2 separate regions of the Triticum aestivum genome follow, and region 2 is linked to region 1. A link is a contact called in public Hi-C data. All regions are on one chromosome and are shown on one strand. The core of a region is the stretch at or near the end of the contact, and the rest is flanking DNA. Distances in the headings are between cores, read along the strand shown.

Region 1 (7,160 bases), core at 773-3,272:
CAAGGCATCGCTCCCTTCACAGGGATACAACTGGCCATGCCAATTTAATCAACACTGAAGTAGTACTTGCATTTACCAGGACAAGCATACCAAAAATACTGGTATAGAAACAAAAGCCTACTAAAAAATACAATAAAACAAGGCATCGCTCCCTTCCTGGTTTTCTAGGATAATTAGGACAACTTAATCAATGTAATTATTTCAGCAGTTTGATTTCACACAAGAAAATAGATTTCTTCCCCGCATTGGTGTCAGTAAGAGTCATCTAAACTTGTAGACATGAAGTTCTGATATTTTTATAGCCCATTATAGCTAACATCACACAACGGTCCAAAACAGAATCACAAACATATTCATGTGGACCAAGACGGCTAAAAGATGATACTATCTTTCTGCTTGTATTTTTGCTACGCATGATATCTTTCTCCCTTACATAATAGAAACTGCCCTGGACAGTTGCTGCATACAATATGATTTTTTGGTTCAGCTGTCAGCTTCAGCATCTCGTTTTCAGAAAGGTATGATGAAGGGAGTTTTAAATTAGTTACCAAACTGGAATAGTATTCCTTCACTTCTGGCCTTACAGAATCCATATCTCCTTCGATTGCGTCGGGCTTGTACCTGCAGGAAGGTAAGGACAAATTAATGAGATCGTCACATACAAACAACCAGCAAAGAAATCTGTCTTAAACCTACCTCCCAACTACCAATAAATAGGTTTTTAAATCTCTTCCCAACTACTAGTAGTATTTGGCATGGGCGAACAACTAAATGTGTTCCATTGATGCAGTATAAACTATTTCAAATGTGATGCATACTATATCGCCGTGGTATGGTTTAATCTGCCAAGCCCTCTGGTGGCACCTTAGGCAAACTTAAGAACATTTTTCCTTCATATAAACAGCTCTTGAGCATTACATGGATAGATGACCCAAGCAGAGTTGAACATTGTAATATGTTTCAAAAAGAAGATAAAATGCCATCTCAAAAGAAAAATCATATGAAAATGTGTGTTAGGCATTTAAAAATGACAGAGACTACATCAGATGCAAAGACTGACAGTTCTTTAGCCGAAGTAGTTGCTGCGTCTCGTCTCAAGAAAACTCTGAATTTGTGCTCGAGCACATGCGGGCAAGGCATATAAGGGGTAACTTGCAGTTTTTGACTAAACACACACCATACCAACTGTAGTCCTAGTACAATGTAAGTATTGCTAAAACAAACAAGGCAGATGCCGAGACGCGGCGTGCCAAAAAAGGTATATTGAGAAGCGAATTCAGAGTGAGTTTTTTTTTACAGCTATATGCGTTGGCATGCCAGCGTTCAGGCTTGCACGCAACAGCACAGGCATAGAAACCAAAAGGAATTTTTTGTTTACAGCTAGTACATCTCCGACGCATTCCAACAAGCACGTGATGGGCATTGATCCACGGAGAGGCAGAGTCAACTATGAACAGGTGGGAGGCGTAGGCACGCAGCTATCGGGGTAGAAAAAAACAAAAAAGAGGAAGGCGGAGAAGACTTTGATGGATCACCTGAGGCGGACCTCGTCGGGGTCCTCGGCCGGGAGCAGCTCCGGCATGCCGTCGAAGACCCGGTTGGCGCCGCCGTCCGCGCACACCCGCAGCTGCGCTGCTCAGACAACAGAGAGAGAGGGAGACGACACAAGCCGGGCGCGTCAAAACGTGTCCGCGAGGACGGAAAGCGAAGGCGGCGATAATGCCCACGGAAGAAAGGCGAGGCAGGGAGGGGCGCGCGTTGGTTGGTTGGTTACGTACCTCGGGTCCAGAGCAGGGGCGCGAAGCGCGGGAGGCGCTGGTTGAGGACGACGACGGCGTAGGAGACCGCGTTCTCGGCGTCGGTTGCGTCGGCCGGGGGATGAGGCGGGGACGGGAGGAGGAAGGAGGAGGAGTGGGTCATCGTGGGCAGCGGCGGCATGGCGAGGCCGTGGAGGTGGAGGTGGAGGTGGCGTGGCGGGGAGGGCGGGTCGGGGTCGGTGGGGGGCTCTGGATTCTGGAACAGGGGAGAAGAGAAGAGGAGCGAAACGAAAGGAAAAGAGGTGGCGTAGGTCGCGTGGACAAAAGGAACGAAGGAGAGATGGTGTGGATGGCGCGTAGCCGGTCCTCTGGACTGGAGCCGACGGAAGTCGTTGGCGGACGGCCAGCCAACTGCGGCTGACTGACGACAAGGGCGCACGCGTTGGCGTGTGGACCATACCATACGATAAGTACTCTTTCCCGTTTCTTTTTAATCCGCATATAAGATTTGGTCAAAGTCAAACTACACAAAGTTTGATCCGCAAATTTATATAAATAAATATGAGCATCTACAATGCTAAAACTATATAGTATGAAAATATGTTTCATGGCGCATCTGATAATATTGATTTCATATTTGTGAATGTTTATATCTTTTTTATTATAAAGTTAGTCAAACTCTACAAAACTTGACTTTGACCAAACCTTATATGCGGACTAAAAAGAAACGGAGGGAGTACAATGCACTCGGAGAGCGTCTACAGCTGGACCTACCTAATCCGGCCCCCTAAACAATGACTGGTCACCCCTCAAATGTCTACGTCCCACAGCCGGATACGTCCTTAGCAAACTCTCCGACCTACTGCTCCACCGCTTCCTCCGCTTGGGTGGCCTCAAACTCCCCTAGTGCATCGGCCATGCTGAATCTGGCTTCGGCAACCGGAAGCGCCGGCTCCTCCTCCTCCTCCTCCTCCTCCTTTTTCTCCTACTTCATCACGCGTTCGGCGCCTGCTCCTCCTCTTCCTTCTCCTGCTCCGAAGAGTCCGGAGGCAGGCCAGTTGGCCACACACCGAGCGACGCACCGTGCCCGGATCTCCTCTATGAGCTGCAGCCGGTGCTCCGGAGTGGGCATAGCGTAGGTGGTCATCCTCTGTCGGGGCATAGCTACGAACGGCGAATGAATGGGTGGGTGGTGGCGCGAAGGGGAGGGAAATGGATGCGGCTAGGGTTGGGAGCCATCATCTGGCTTAGATAGCTGGACTTGGAGCCTCAGGCGACGAGCCGGAGTAACGCCATGAAAGCGTCTGCACCGGCCGTCGGACCGATGGGTTACCGAGTGGGTTATCCAGCCCATATCCACCTCAGATGTGGGTTGGATATGAGAGGTGTCGGTCAGCACGGGAGTTTAGGGCCAGATGAGGAGCCCGCCTGGGTCGGTATTTTTTGACCGATTGGTGATCGGGACCTCCGCTTGGGAGCCCGACTATATATACTGTAACATGGCAAAAATGCGGTCAAGTGTGCAATTTACTTTGTAGATAATAATCGGCCTACATTATGTGCTTATTCTTCTTTTTCTAGGAAGGATGTGTAGAAATGGAGCATGTGAGCTCGAGCTCAAAGAGCTCGGATGAACAGTAAAACTAGAAAAAAATTAGTTAAAAATAAAAGGTTCTGGTTTTTTGGCAAGTAGCATTGGTGCTTTTTCTACATGCATGCAAATTTTCAGGCTGAAATCACATTCGTGGTGGTGTGGGTAAAAAAACAAAATCGATGCTCTAAAAAAAGAGTATTTGGAAGTGTTTTGGAGCATCAATTTTCTTTTGTCTACACCTCCAAAAATGTGATTGCATTGCGAAATTTTCGTTTTGCGTGGGTGTAGAAAAAACTTCAGTATTTGTTGCCAAAAAAAATCAAAAATTTGTGAATTATTTTACTATTTTTTTCGAATTTACTATTCACTCAAGATTCTGTGAGCTCAAGCGCACAATAGCACTTTTAGGGATGTGCTTCTTTCTTTTATTGATATATATACACCATAATCTCTTGCAGAGTCTCTTTGGTTCACAGATATTTCAAAACATAGAAGTACGAAAAATATAGGGTGGAAGTGGCAATGCCCACTTAAATCATATACAGAATTAGCAAACCATAGGATGGAAATGGCAACGCCCGCTTAAAAATCCTATAGAATCAGCAAACCATGGGAATTTGGACTAGACAAAGGAATGGTAAGAAGTTTTGAATGGATGAAAAAATTCCTTCAAAATAGGGTGCAAAGCAATCATTTGGATCTTCTCATGATGATTCCAATTCTATGAATCAAAGCATCCTAATGTACTACGCCAGGAAATTCCTTTGCATCAAAACAGCCATTAAAAGGTCGTTGATCGATCGAGATGCGGCCGTCCTATTTGTGTTGATCGATCGAGAAGCGGCCATCAAAACACCAGGTACTACTTGTGTGTTTATACATACGGTCGAGAGAGCACATCATGCGCCCTGCCAACTCCACAACAATCGACAAGCCACCACCGTATCCAATTCATGCATTAAACAGGCAGGATCAGCCATACATGTACTACTACCACTGTCACTCCCGGAATAGATAGGCAAGACACCGCTGGTTCATGGATGGTTAATACATAAAGATTACATACTAACGCTACCTACATACATAAATATTTACATCAGGGATGGATCGGATCGCCAATGAGCACCCAGGCAAGGGACAACCTTGGCCCTAGATCTTTCTCTGCCAAAGACACCAAAGTCTCTACATTTCCTACTAGTAACTACACTACACCCAAGGGGTTGTTGCATCAGAAGGTGGGTAGGGGTGGGGGTGGGGTGATCAACAATAGCAATAGCAATAGACCATACTTCAGGGGTTGTTACTTCTTTGCTGGGACCCAGCCCCCCGCGATACCTCGTCTCAGTCGGCCTTAACACAACCTGCAGAGACCGCCAAGGCCAACATCTGAACGGTCAGTCGCTTCCGGTGGGTGATGCTTGCGATAGCAAACAACAATATCATGCAAACCATGCTTGCGGCTAGTCGGTTTAGGTAAATGGGGGGATTGAATGCTATAAAAAAAGCACATACCTAGTTGGCTAGAATTTAAATCGCTTGATGCAGGAAGATGGGCCTTCTCACTTGCGCCGTCACCATCCAGTGAACCTTCCTCCTTTCTTGGGCCAGATGGTTTCGAGTTCATCTTCTGGACCTCCTCCTTGGTGTAAATGCATATCTTGCGCACTATGCTGCAGAATTCCCTGCTCACAGAATGATGCGGTATTAGCACTAGGAAGGGAAGTTCTGCTAAGCAAGCACCAAGACAGAGACTCACTCCCATGGATCGTCTCCCACGAGCATCATGTCACCCTCATTGTCAGTATAGACGATCTGCCAATTTTTGTTCGAGGACATCAGTTCGCCATCAAATTCAAACATCTTGTCTAGCTCAGCTGTGAGTTCATCATAGTCAACGAACTTTGAGAGATCCACTGATCTACCAAGTGCAACACCTTGCTTATGAACCTGCAAAACCATGGACGATACATATATCATTAGCAGACAAGGTTATGCGATACGACCCCATGATAATATGTGCATAGTGTTCGCATGCATAGATAAAATAGTGTTGCTCATAACAATACAAGCGGACAGAGACATATAATCCCTAATATCAGTCAGCCTGAAACATACACATACTCAAGCATTTGTTCACATGAGGTGGGAATTCAAATGTTTTCGGCAAACAAATTCGGACTATTTAATATTATTAGCAACATGAGGGCAAACAAACATTTCCACAACTAGCTAATGAACGGATAATTTATTGTCGACTGACAGCAGAAACTGAACAAAAGTAAGAAAATGCCACAGGAACATTTTAACATCAAGACTTGCAGCTGGCATGAACATAAGAGAAAACAAGACTCTACCTTTGTGCAACTCCTTGTGGAAGCACCATGGGACTTGCTTTGGACGTCTTTTGAACTCTGCGGACATTGCTCCGTGTTTTTCTCATTCTCAGTCGTTCCAGCAATGCTTAAGGACACCTCAGGAGAACAATCAGTTTGCAAATGATCTAATGATACAGATGGTTGAGTTTGTAGCACAGGCTCATGCGTTCCAGCCATTGGGGAGTTCAAATGGTTAAAACCAGCACTGGCAGTATCAACTTTAAACCCAAAGATCTTGAAATCACTGCCTTCTGTTGTTTTCTCCAGCTCAATAGGAGCTATTGATGCGTGAGGCCTGATCACTCGTGGCTGTTCTGCCCGGGAGAACTGCGGACTTAACCAGTTTGATTGGTGTTCTGTAAATCTGAAGTCTTGTGCTTGATCTCTTGAATTACCGTACGCAGTGCTCGGCCCATTCCAGAAATGCAACTCATTGTTCTCTGTGTGCATCTTTCTACTTGATTCAACAGTCAAGGAAGGTTGCTGATGCATAAATAAGTATGGATCTGCGTATTGACGAGCATAACTGTGGTCCTGAAACTGGTTCTTGAATGAACTAAGACGATTTGGAGCCTCGTCAAAGGTTGTCTGCATGAAGAAGCCTAGGGAATCACCAAAAGGTTGAGCACCAGAACTGGCGTCCTTAAAGTCAGTTTCACGCCTTCCCAACTGAATCGAATTATGCACAGAGGGCCTCTGCTGAAACGTTAGTGAGTTGTTTTTTCCAATGTTGGGTGGTGGGGGTGGTGACCACATCATAGGCTTCTGAACAGTGGCATCAAAGTCATTAATGTCAGTTAGCTTATTGCTCCTCTGTTCTTGACCTGGCAGGGCAGTGTTATTTTGATTTCGTTGTGCTTGAGCACAATCCATATCAGCCCTAGTTGCACCTGCAAATGGCAGCAGCATTTCAAGAGTCAGATATGGAACGTATATTTATTTCACCAAGCTTCCAGTAAGACTAACAATGATCACCTTCTTTTGTACGAACAGACGATTCAGGAGAAGCTGGAGGAACATTTGGTCTAGATCGTTTGGGCCGAGAAAGAGGAAGCGGGTTAACAGGAGGTGATGAGGCAGGCTCTATTTCCCAAGGAGAGACTCTATCTGGCCGTGGAATAGTTGACGACTCATCCCAACGCACCTAAGTAGAAGCAGCAATCGTCAATAAGCATGAGACTCTTCGGTCGTATACAAAAAAAAACAGTGATCAACCAGTTACCTTAAGGGATCTCCAGCTTGATTCCGGCCACAATTGATCAAGATTATCACTGCCCACTATGGTACCAGTAAACCTACATGACAAACGGGACAACAGATTACAAATGATGACTTAGTGCTGTCAGGGGATAATGCAAACAAAACCAACTTTGTAGGGAAAGCAAATACAGTACAACAGTTACCTCTGCTCTGGTGCCTCTTCCCCTTCAAACC
Region 2 (6,212 bases), core at 3,359-5,858, 200 kb after region 1:
ATACAAAGTCACACGCCACCGGCGAAGTCGAGACTATCCAGTGCCAGTAGGGCTTCTTATTTCAGGGGCAGCGACAAGTAGGTTCAGATCTTAGTTCCTCGGGGTGTCCATTTTGATTTCAACACGCCAGCTGCAATACAGAGCAATGAACCCTTCAACATCGCACCTGCGGGCGCACTCAGTTCTTGTGCTGCATCCTGCCGCTCTCCGCCCCTGCATATGGGTCAATGGTGACATTGATCACCGCCGGTTTCCTGGCGCGGAACGACTCCGAGAGGGCAGATCTTAGCTCGTCCGGTGTCTCGACGAGATAACCCTTTCCTCCGAACGCTTCCATCATCTGGTGGTAACCTGCCCCAGGAACGAAGGAGGTTGGCGCGGGGTCATCTTTGTAGGGGCCTGTTAACTCATCTGGGCCTCTTCTGTCCCCACCGTAGACACCGTTGTTGTTGAACACAATGACGACAACGGGCAGCTGGTACCTCACCAAGGTCTGCAAAGTAAAAACAGAAGATTGTAGATAGTTAGGAGATCTGTATTTGGTCCAACGTAGTGGAAAAAAATGTTTGATGTGTCATACAACTATTTTATTTACAAGGAAAAACCATTTTCTTCAAGGTCAGACTAGTTATCAGGCACAAACACACACAACAAACAAAATAAGCAAGGCCCACATGAAGGATACCTAAACAAGGCTGTTAGAAACAACAAAGGCCATCTGAATGAAGCTGGCAAACAAAGAAAAAACATATAACCGATAAGAGTAACAGCCAAAAGTTTGATGATGTATAAGTCACTAGAATGATTCTCCAACTGGTACCATGGAATGAATTGGTAGCACAGGTCCAATTATCTGATGGGCCTGATTGCCACACATGGGGTCAGAAAGGACAATTTACTGTCCATTCAATGTACTATTGTCTCACTCTCACCTGTGGAATTGGGTCGAGTGGTAATTCTCACCAAAGATAATTTGCTCAAAAGAAACCGGCAAGGAAGGAAGTCGTGTTGCTCGGACATGATGAGGCTATCCAGCACCTCCTTTGATTGTCATGTTGCTCGCTTCATGTGGGGGTTAGTGCGCATAGATTTCAATTTAAATCCTTCAACTAGCAACACACATTGTTTGGGCAATGGTTAGATGGTCTAGGATGGAATCTTCACTCTACTACCATGTGTGGACCTGTGGCAGTTTGTTGGGTTATTTTGTTGTGCCACAATGACGTTATATTTTATAAAAAAGCTTTTCGTCATCCAAACCAGGCTATTCTCGTGTGCAAGATTGCTACGATTATGGGCAGTTGGGCACTATCGCGAAACATCTGGAGACCCCTGGAATGGAGTTCTGTTCTACTGATATTTGGTGAATCTAGAGGTGGCTGGGCAATGGTGGCGTTGCTTAGTGCTTTTTAGGCATGTTCGATGCTTTTTTTTCCCGCCACTAAATAGCCTAAGGACTTTTTTCATCCTCACCCAACAGCACATTTGTGTTTACAATGCTGGTGATATCTGTAAGTTGCCAAAACAGGTTTTCTACATTCAAGACATGTATTTACAAATGCACCAGCATGAACAATCCTCAGGCACCTATTTTTTTTTTGTCAAAACTACCAAACCACAGCTTTAAGAATCAATTTCAAGGACCATACTTGTTGGAAAAACAGCATAGACTACGGAAATGATAAAAGTGTAGTTTGTGCAACATTTTGCAAGGGGCATATCAAACTGTGAAATTAATGTGTGAAATATACTATTTAAATGGCAATTCATCTTTGTGTACCAATTGAGCCTTTTTGCCATGAAGTCATAGATAAGAGTGTGTTCGAGAAATCATAGTTACCAATAATACTTGTGAGAGTTGATGTACTTGGATGATGTGTCTAGTATTGTCTGAATTATTGACAATGGTCATTTCTACTGTCCTGGAAAGGCAGCTCAGCGGTTCATATCGTGTCCCCATATAATGGCTATAATTGCTTGGTACCTTCTGGTACTACATGCCAAGACGCTGTGAAGGTGGAGGTACCAAGTCACAAGGGTAGAATAGCAATGTTTCATGGCATTTTCTGATCGCAGAGACTACCGGGTACAACCCTATCCCTCACTGGCTACTTGCAAAAACTTCACACACGTGCAAACCCTCCCCTACTGTTTATGAGTAAGAAAAAGAAGCCCGTCTATGCCTCTAACAACTCTAACGGGCAACCATAATGTCAACCCCCACACGCCTCCTCCATGAGTTCCCCTAGCTGGACAACCTCTCAACCCTGCTTTGCTTCCATCTCCAAGTCCGGCCTAGGTGTAGCAGGCCGCCGGCAGTAACTGCAGCATCGGCTGCGCAAGCGTCACAGGTTCATCGCCATCAGTATCAACCTCAAACACATATCCGACATTACAGGGTACCACCAGCCGGAACTTGTCTCCGCACTGACCTCGAGGTACTCCTTTTCAGATCCAACCGCTTGGGTGCATCCTCCCATCCATGCTCATCCACCCCTGCCACTGCTCCCACTACTCAATTTTACCTATGGCTGTTTGTAAAGTATAGAATGCTGGTGTATAGTGTCTGTGTTTCTGTGTTAATGAGTTAAAGATGTCTTCTGAAGATTAATTTATGTTGCTGTGTGAGATGTGTGGTTGATCCTCTCTTTTGGCATCTGTAACCCAGTAAGAAATTGTACCTACTTTTCATTGTTCAGTTCTGCTTAGGAAGTACCAGTACCTTGTGGTACCTTCTAAGCACGGTAGAAATGCTCATTGACAATAGCATGAAGTGCCCAATCTACTACCCTTGTTTGGCTCAACCAAAAATGTCAATTTCAGCTCACAACAGCATGATATAATAGCAAAAGAAAATAACAACATGAAACAAACAAGGTAGCAATAATACTTTTGCGCAAATTAAACCAAGTAGCGGATGCCATTACACGTACCTCAACCTCCATTGCACTGAAACCAAATCCAGAGTCGCCCTCCACAGCAACTACGAGCCGTTCTGGCTCAGCCACTGCTGCTGCAACACAGTACCCCAACCCAACACCCATCGTTCCCCATGTCCCTGCATCCAGTCTTGTCCTTGGCTCATTCTGCACAAGCACAGCCCTGCCAACATCCATGGTATTGGCCCCTTCCGAGACCACTATTGGAGCAGGGCTCCCCTCGGCAAGGATCGCATCACGAATGATCCGCATGGGTGTCATGAAATTGAACGGCACAACATCCTTCACAAGCTGTGCCTCCATCTTAAGCACATTATCCTTGCTCTTCTTGGTGATTGCATCAACCCACGGGTGCGATCGCGCCAAGCAGAATGGCTGATCCTTGATCTCCCTGTTGAGGAGCTCAACGACTCTCTTTGCATCCCCAACCAGACCGACCTGGGGCTTCCGAAGCTCAATTTCATCTTCAGAAACGTCCACAAGTATGAACTTGACATCCTTGGACCACTTGGGAGGCTCACCGAAGTGAAGCAACCAGTTGAGCCTCGCGCCGACGACGAGCGCCACATCGCACTGCCCAATGGCGAGGGAACGCGCGGCGGTGGAGGAGAGTGGGTGCACATCCGGCACGACCCCCTTCCCCATGGGAGTGGGAAGGAAGGGGATGCCGGTGGTGTCCACCAGCTTCTGGATCGCCTCCTCGGCGCGGGCGTACGCCGCGCCCTTCCCGACCACAACCAGCGGCCGCTCCGCGCGCCGGAGCAGCTCGGCCGCCTCCACGATGCCCTGGTCCAGGGACTTGTGTTTCGGCGGGGACGGATCGGCGGAACCGGCCGCGGCCACGGCCTCCGCTATGAGGGAGGCCGCCTCAGATTCGGCGAGGGTTTGGTGGAGGACGTCGGAGGGGATGTCGAGGTAGCAGCCGCCGGGGCGGCCGGCGACGGTGGCGGCGAGGGCCTGGAAGACGAGGCGGGGGATGTCGGCGATGGCGGCGGCCTTGACGGCGAGCTTGGCGAAGGGCTTGGTGGCGGCGATCTGGTCGAGCTCCTGGAAGTCGCCCCGGCCGGCGTCTCGCTGGTCGCAGGAGCCGGAGACCATGAGGAGCGGCCAGGCGTTGGCGGTGGCGTGGGAGAGGCCGGCGAGGCCGTGGACGCAGCCGGGCCCGGAGACGGTGAGGAGCAGGCCGGGGCGGCCCGTGAGGAAGCCGTAGGCCGCGGCGGCGTACCCCGCGGACTGCTCGTTGCGGAAGGCGAGGAAGCGGCAGCCCGCGGCGGCGGCGCGGGAGGCCAGCGAGGTCACCGGGATGCCCACCACCCCGAACATGTGCCGCGCCCCGGCGGCCGCCAGCGCCCGCCCCGCCAGCGCGCTGCCGTCGACCGTCGCGGCGGAGTCGGACGCCATCTGTGGTGGTGGTGTGGGGATGGGTTCTCTGATCCGGCTCGGGTTGGGTGGGTGGTTCACGGAAGTTTATAAGGGGGTCAGTAGTCACAGGCGGCGGCGTGCCGGCGGGCGCGGCGGAGCAGATGCGCCTCCCCGGAGCCTGCGGTGTATCTGGTTCCGGTGGCTTCCGGCGGCCGCGGCCGGTGGGGAAATCTGCTGGATGTAGAGGAAGAGTGTTCCTTTTGCTCTGCTCCTGTCGTCCACCAAACCTGTTCTGTTCTTTTGCCCATAGTCGGCATAGACTCATCATGTTCAAAAGCACTTTCCCCTCTACTGAAATGATCAGGCCAACATACATAGGCAACTCAATATATTTAGTAATAAAAAAGCTCAAGAGTAGTAGTGATTCCTGGGTGGATGATAATGATAATCTTAAGTCTCTAATTAGGGACTACTTCCACGGCCTCTTCACATTCGATATGGGTGTGGTGGATCAAGGATTGATGAACTCTGTAAAACCCGTGGTGATCGTCGATATGAATAATATGCTTTTGGCTGAGTACACGAGGGAGGATGTTCGCCAAGCTTTATTTCAAATAGGAGATTTGAAGGCTCCTGGCCCGGACGGACTTCATGCTATCTTTTTTAAAAGATTTTGGCACATTGTAGGCGACGAGTTGACTGATGAAGTGCTCAATGCTATAAAATAAAAGAAAGATCCCTTCAGGATGGAATTCAACAAATGTAGTGCTAATTCCCAAGGTCAATAGTCCAGAGGTAATTACGCAATACAGGCCAATCAGTCTTTGCAATGTGGTTTATAAAATAATTTCAAAAATGTTTGCAAACAGACTAAAACGAATCCTTTCTGAAATTATATATCCAACACAAAGTGCTTTCGTCCCAGGCAGACTTATTACTGATAATGTGTTGGTAGCTTATGAGTGTTTTCATGCAATCAAGAAAAAAACACATGGATCAAATGGATTTTGTGCCGTGAAGCTGGACATGAACAAAGCCTACGACCGTGTTGATGGGGCTTTTTGGAAAAAAAATAATGTTGCGGATGGGATTTCATGCACATTTGGTGGAGCTTATCATGGAGTGTGTATCTTCAGTAAGCTATAGGGTCCGGTTCAATAATACAGAAATTGAATAATTCGCTCCCACAAGAGGGCTCAGACAGGGCGACCCATTATCACCTTATTTATTTCTCTTGTGCTCTAAGGGTCTTTCAAGCTTATTAGCTCATGAACAGGAAATTGGAGGTCTGGAAGGGGTCCGTGTTTGTAGAAATGCTCCCCATATCTCACATTTATTGTTTGCAGATGACTCCTTGGTCCTAATGAAGGCGGACTCACATAATGCAAGTACACTCAAAAAGATTCTTGACACATATTGTGCTAGTTCTGGGCAACTAGTTAGTAATGCTAAATCGAGTATATTTTTTAGTCCTAATACTAATGTCAATACCAGGGAGAATGTGTGTACAGAATTAAATATTGAGACAGAAGCTCTATCTGACACATACTTGGGTCTCCCTACAATGGTGGGAGTCGACAGAACTGACTGTTTCCAGCACTTATCGATAGAGTTTGCCATAGGTTGAAGGGGTGGAAGGAGAAAACACTCTCGATGCAAGGTAAAGAGGTACTGGTAAAGTCGGTAGCCCAAGCAATACCTTCTTATGCAATGTCAGTTTTTAAATTGCCTAAAGGAATCTGTAAGTCTATCACTGATGAAATTGCTGGGTTCTGGTGGGGTGACAATGAGGGAAAAAAGAAAATGCATTGGTTTGCGTGGTGGAGGTTGTGTATTCCGAAGAAGGAAGGGGGATTGGGTTTTAGAGACTTGCACAGTTTTAATCTTGCTATGTTAGCAAAACAGTGTTGG

What was found. Hi-C and Micro-C count contacts between places; a contact is called where the count stands out from the background.
Region 2: a contact with region 1 is called in a Hi-C map of leaf, with 2.7 times the contacts expected there. The contact joins the promoter of LOC123063247 here to the promoter of LOC123063244 in region 1. A contact is called at or near these places in 2 of 5 Hi-C or Micro-C datasets (both in leaf) and 1 of 1 datasets of contacts at active chromatin or transcription factors (leaf).

The regions. Positions count from the first base shown.
Region 1 is chr3A:688,793,887-688,801,046 of IWGSC CS RefSeq v2.1, forward strand. It overlaps LOC123063244 (thiamine pyrophosphokinase 1), which reads right to left and starts at 2,023. Exons shown (of 6, transcript XM_044486989.1): 1 at 1,779-2,023; 2 at 1,536-1,632; 3 at 549-621. The coding sequence starts at 1,938. It overlaps LOC123063246 (auxin response factor 4), which reads right to left. Exons shown (of 15, transcript XM_044486990.1): 9 at 7,130-7,160; 10 at 6,949-7,021; 11 at 6,702-6,870; 12 at 5,706-6,616; 13 at 5,108-5,298; 14 at 4,864-5,033; 15 at 4,295-4,712. The coding sequence ends at 4,693.
Region 2 is chr3A:688,991,340-688,997,551 of IWGSC CS RefSeq v2.1, forward strand. LOC123063247 (2-hydroxyacyl-CoA lyase) reads right to left here and starts at 4,609. Exons shown (of 2, transcript XM_044486991.1): 1 at 2,934-4,609; 2 at 1-493. The coding sequence starts at 4,340. The coding sequence ends at 179.